2 separate regions of the Triticum aestivum genome follow, and region 1 is linked to region 2. The links are chromatin contacts, called in public Hi-C maps. All regions are on one chromosome and are shown on one strand. Each heading gives the region's core, a stretch centred on a gene start, on an enhancer-like site or on the middle of the called end of the contact. The rest is flanking DNA. Distances are from core to core; before and after follow the strand shown. Region 1 has its middle 120 kb from the start of LOC123064968. Region 2 holds the start of LOC123068870 (putative transcription factor bHLH107).

The links. Hi-C and Micro-C count contacts between places; a contact is called where the count stands out from the background.
Region 1: a Hi-C map of leaf shows a contact between it and region 2, with 5 times the contacts expected there. The contact joins the enhancer-like site here to the promoter of LOC123068870 in region 2. A contact is called at or near these places in 3 of 5 Hi-C or Micro-C datasets (all in leaf).

What each region holds. Positions count from the first base shown.
Region 1 is chr3B:102,538,618-102,541,567 of IWGSC CS RefSeq v2.1, reverse strand. No RefSeq gene overlaps it. Among protein-coding and RNA genes, the nearest start is that of LOC123064968, 120 kb to the left of the region's middle. Within about 2 kb of position 1,352, at least 5 of the 8 cell types and tissues checked have an H3K27ac peak or open chromatin away from gene starts, as enhancers often do. A contact at or near this core is called in leaf, where this site is marked.
Region 2 is chr3B:102,006,318-102,009,299 of IWGSC CS RefSeq v2.1, reverse strand. LOC123068870 (putative transcription factor bHLH107) reads right to left here and starts at 1,390. Exons shown (of 3, transcript XM_044491546.1): 1 at 1,260-1,390; 2 at 875-1,168; 3 at 1-522. The coding sequence starts at 1,162. The coding sequence ends at 34. It overlaps LOC123068869, which reads left to right. Exons shown (of 2, transcript XM_044491545.1): 2 at 24-161. The coding sequence ends at 55.

The DNA.
Region 1 (2,950 bases), core at 103-2,602, 530 kb before region 2:
AATATATGTTTAAAATTTGGATACACGTTATACATTTTTCGAATACACGGTGAATTTTTTTGAATACTAACAAATTTTTTAAGTGCAGGAAAATTTTAAATTGGATGAAATATATATATTGAAAATAATTTTTAAATAAATGCATTTGATAATTTAAGTAATGAACGCTATTGATAATTTAAGTAAATTAATTTCTGAAATATATTTAATTAGACTACCTATAAATATAAACAACAATAAAAATTAATGAACTAACGGCAACGATTGAAACACAGAATAAATGAATGAACAAAGAAAAAACTAAGTGAAACGCTACTCGGCCAGGCCACTAGCGCGTCCGACGCGAGACCAGGCCACTACGCTCCGCCCACGTGTTCATGTGGGGCTGGTCGCTGGAGTTTTTTCCATGTCATTTATTTCTTCTTTAAATTAATTCGGGACAACAAATAAATTGCGAATTTTGGAAAAAATGTTCAAGAAACCACAAAATGTTCGTGAAGTCAAAACTCTGTTCATGATTTTAAAAATGTTTGGGAAATTGAAAAAATGTGGCATATTCAAAAAATGTTCATGATTTTGAAAAACATAGTCAGAAATCAAATAATGACCAAGATTTTGAAAAGGTTAAAATTTTCAAAAAACATTCATGAATCTGAGAAAAATTATTCATGAATATTTTAAAAATGTCCACAAGTGTTCATAAATTTTAGGGAAGACAAAAAAAGTTCATCGCTTCAGAAAATGTTTGCTGATTCAAAATTTTGTTCCCAAATTTCAAAAAAATTCCGCTGACTCAAAAACTTTGCGTTTAAAAACAATAGAATTTTAAATTATGTTTGTAAATTTTTCAAAAACAATTGTGAACTGGAAAATATTCATGATTTTAAAAAATGCGTGTGAATTCGTGTTCATGATTTCAAAAAATGTTTGTTAATTCAGATAATTTTAACGATTTATAAAATGTTTGCTAATTTAAAAAATATTTATTATTTTGAAAAATATTTGTGAATTCAATTTGTTATAATTTCAATAGTTATTATGGACTTAATTGTTTTTCTCGAATTTGAAAGATGTTCACAAAATGAAAGTCAAAAGAAAAAGGGAATAACAAAGTAAAAAAAGAGAAATGGAAAACGAAAAATAAATTAAAATAAGTTATATAAATGTAAAAGAAAAAGAAAAAATATAAAAGAAAAACATAAAAGAAAAAAGAAGGGAAAAGGAAAAACGAAAAACCCTGTTCAGTATGACGTTCCAAAACCGGTTGGGAAGAAACCTGTAATGGGCCGGCCCAAACAGAGGACCAGGCGCGCGAGGCTAGGTCGATATTCGGCGACCTACGCGTCAAATAGGAGCGGGACCTCCTATAGGGCGCCTTCAGCGCCGCGCAAGGGGTCTGGCGCCCGCAACAGCTGTTGGATGGGCCGGCCCACGATCACGCAACAAAAGTAACGCGAAAAATGACAGCCAAAAATACCTCCCCACCGGGATTCGACCTCGCGCCCACCCGCTTCTACACGGTGAGGCTAGCCACTGCACTAGCTAACTGCTAGCGTATATTCACACCGCAAAAGTTTTAATAAACAGAAAATAGACGCGCTATTTATTGCACAATACACTGTGGCATTTATACATTTCAATTATTGAAAATATGTTCAAATATTACGGATGGAGTTCTCGAGCATGCAAAAAAAAATCCGCATATTCAAAAATAGTTCTGAATACACATTGAACATTTTCTTAGTATAGGGTGAACATTATTCAAAGAAACACAGAACATTTTTTCAAAATATGCTGAACTTTTTTTGAATACATGCTACAAAATTTCCCTGCACGATGAACATTATTCAAAGAAACACAAAACATTTTTTCAAAATATGCTGAACTTTTTTTGAATACATGCTACAAAATTTCTCTGCATGATGAACATTTTTTATACACACTGAACATTTTTTTCAATGTATGGTGAACAATATTCAAATACACGTAGAACTTTTTTTAAATACGATGAACTCCTTTTGAATGCATGCTGAACAAAATTTCTATACATGATGAACATTATTTTATACACACTGAACATTCTTTCAATGTATGGTGAACATTTTTCTTCAATACGGTTAAGAAAAAATTGGAATTCAGAACTATTTTTGAAACGTGAACAAAATTAGAAAACATGAACAAAATTTGGAAAACATGAACAAAACATTTTCTGAAAAGTCAAACGAATTTCGAAAAATCTGAACATATTTTGGATATTGAAAATAGTTCATCCAATTCGAAAATAGTTCATCGATTTTAGAAAAGTTCACTGACTTCAAAAAAAGTTCATTAGTTTTGAAAAAGGTTCACAAACCTGAGAAAAAGTTTATCGAACTTGAAAAAAAGTTCATTGAATTTGGAAAAAGTTCATCGACTTCAAAAAAGAGTTCACCCAAATTTAAAAAAAAGTTCATTGAATTTGAAAATAGTTCACCGGTTTTGATAAAATGTCATCGAATTGGAAAAAAGTTCATTGAATTTGAGAAAAAGTTCGCCAATTTTGAAAAAAGTTCATCGAATTTGAAAAATGTTCATAAATTCGGTGAACTTTTTATATCGAATTAGAAAAAGAAAAAGAAGAAAGAAGACTAAAAAAGAAAATGAATACTAAAAAGAAAAAGAAAGAAATGAAAAGAAAAAGAAAAAAGAAACGGAAAAGAAAGAATGGAAGAATAAAAGAACGAAGAAGCTCTGTGTAATCACAGAACTCAGCTAGCACGGGTGGCAAGCGAGTGCTGCGCTGTGAGCCCGCGTCGCAGGATCGAATCCTTCTCAGCACGTTGTCTTTTTGCATCATTTTACAAAAGAAAAAAAATAAAACATGGGCTGGCCCATCGCGGAGGAGGGGTGTGCGCCCTGTACCATTAACGCTATAACGGGCGCTACGGGCGCTGTTTAGGGTTTGCCAATA
Region 2 (2,982 bases), core at 141-2,640:
ACACAAAAATATACTTACTCCAGAAGTACTCATCTATATGGACATGATTGAATAATGCGACTCGAGAATCCTCTGCCTCTTGCTCTGGAACTGGAACGGGCTACCAGTACCACCACATACCAGCTCTGGTGAAGCAACCCTGGCCAGAGCCAACCTCGCAGCCTCCTTCAGAGACGTGAGTCCAGCAAGGCCTGCTGCTGCGCTGCCTTCCTCGTCCTCCTCCTTGCACAGTGTGAAGACATGCTGCACCCTTCCTCCTAGGGAGGTCACCTCCGCTCTCACCGTCCTCAGCCTGAGGCCATGGAGCGCCTGGATGAGCCCGGCGACGAGGTCCGGGCGGTCGTCGCAGCTGACCGAGGCTTTCATGTACAGTCTGGAGTCATTGTCTCCGGCGCAGAATTCAATGGAGACCTCGTCGGTCTCCGGTGGGACAGCCGGCGTTTGCTGTGCGGCCTCGCCTGCTCTCCTCTTCAGGTGCTTCACTTGGTCCACCACCCTGGCTAGCAAGGCGGCCTTGTCCATCTGCACAAAGGAAGACAAGAGACATTTTCCTGACAAGTCACATAATAGCAGTGTACCGCCGCAGTGCCCTACTTTGTCTTATATCTCTAGATAGAATTGCAGGGTGAAAAGTCTGATGAAATGTGAACACTTGCGCGAGTTTTCAATGTTCTTCATAAAGCTCATGTATATATGATGCTGACATAAAGGTCAATCAGAATTGTTTGCAGGGAGACTTCTTAATGCAAAGTTAGTTTGTGCTACCAGAAAAGATGATCAGCTAACGACAATAATTATGTGCAGCTGAGCTTTGTTTGGTTTATGCTTCACAGCACTGAAATGGTGAAATGGCTAAGATATTGTTGGCCCAAACCTGCTTGGTATCAGGGATCATCCTCCTGAGCGCCGTGAGATGAGCGTTGATCCTCACCCGACGCCGGCGCTCGGCCTCGCTGTGGACCTTCAGGGCCCTTGCCTCCGTCGCGGTCCTTCCCGACCCCGTCGTCGACGAGGACGTCGTCGACAGCTCCGGCGGCCCAGCCGGTGGCGCCGAGCTGGCCTGCCGGGGCAGCAGAGCCGGGCCTCCGCTCACCGTAGGATAACATGCATCGTATGCCATCAGCTCATTCCCTCCTTGCGGGGATTGGCATGGAGCTGCCATCCAGCTCTAGGACAGTGCAAGAACAAGGACGAATGTGAATTTCTGGTGATGAACCAGAAGGAAGGAGAAGTGGGAGTGAGATGGATAGGAGGCTCACAATAATTAGTGCGGCGGCGTCTTGTCACCTCATTCTCTTCATATATATGATGGATATAGGACGGTAGGAGGCAGATGATGAGCTTGTCTGCGGGAGATGACCGCCCTACATACGCATCTCCTTTCTCACATGTGGTTAGTACCCCACTATGCATGGGGATAATAAGGGGAAATTTCGCTGTTTGGATTGGCATGGACTCCGCCAATGGGTGAGGTGGCGTGTATGAGTGTGCCATGAGTCGGATATACATGTGGAAAGAATCATGTCATGCCAAACCCTTATGAATGTAAGTATTGATTGCACTGTAGTGTAGTATCTATGCACAGCAGCCAATAAGACATGATGGGATGGTTCTGGTTTTCAGTGAAATTTCAGCGAAAATTTGGCAAGTTTCGGTTATTTCAGTAGGTGCCAAAATGTTTCAGCACTTTCAGAAGGTACACATAGATAAACTTTAAAATAAATCGAAAAAAAGTGGCGCTGCAAACATTTCTGGAACCAAAACCTGAAACCGGCACGAGTGACCACTGCCTGCTCACAAGATTCGTTGACTAGAGTATAATCACGACGCCTGCTGTTGGTTAAGGGAAGTCATTATGAGGAGCAGTGTCAGGCTTGGCCTCTTGCAACCACGCCGCGCTCCCGCTCCTTCCACATCTGACCAGCAACTTCATTCACACTGTTCAGCTCAAACTTGATAATTTTTCCGATCGATGCCATCTCTCGGCTGCCTGTGATCAGAACATGTGATGTGAAAGTCAGCAAATGAAACAGTTTTCCCTTTGACTTGTGAACAGACGAACAGGGTAGACACCAGAACGGGCTCTCCTTTGCCATAATCACTCGACAATAGATTTTGGTTGTGAACTTGGAGTGCCCACACGCACAGCTGACCGAGAGTGTTCTGTTTCAGGGATCGGACTCACTGGAGACCGCTGCTAATAAGTCGCTAGAGGCAACACCACTCTGTTTGCTTAACACGATAATAACTGTGTCAGAACTCGCGTGAAATCTTTATGTGCATCTAGTCCAACTTGTACGCCTGACCTCCATGGTTTCAAAGAGAGGATCTGATGTATCTTCTGACGTCCTGCGCCCCTTCTGGATAGGCTAGAGTCGCCTTTTCTTTTTGAATGAAAATTTGATGAAATGATCATGGGAACCAGCCACCTCAACTGCCATTGCACTTCGATTTTTTCTTTTTATAGAACAAAGGCCATGAAGATTACAATTTGCCAAAGTGATCAAAGAGATTGCACTTTTATCACTTTGCAAAACCCTTTTGTAGCTGTTCTTTTGGACAACCGCTTGTTTCCAGTTTAGGTTGGTGTATAACTAGTTTTACTGCTCATGCAACATTGATAATTGATCAGCTGCAATTCAATTAGGTACTGGTCTTGTTCAGGGAGTGGTGTCTGGTCGTATAATATATGAATTTTAATTACCGTTCGTGTTAGCGTCCCACTTGCTAATCAATCAACATAACAAGATTACAGAGTTTGAGGTAGCTAATTCGAGATGCAGGGGTAGCATGAAGGGGATCGGAGAAGAGAGACGGAGGTGGGAGAGAAAAGCCCGGCGCCGGTTTCAGCCTCCTCCCAAGTAGCTTACATATGGGAGCTCCTATTCAGCGACCTACGCGTTGGATAGGAAGGAACACACACATCCCACTTACCCTGCACACGTTTTTTGGCTAACCCATGTGCCGGGTGGGACGCCCCCT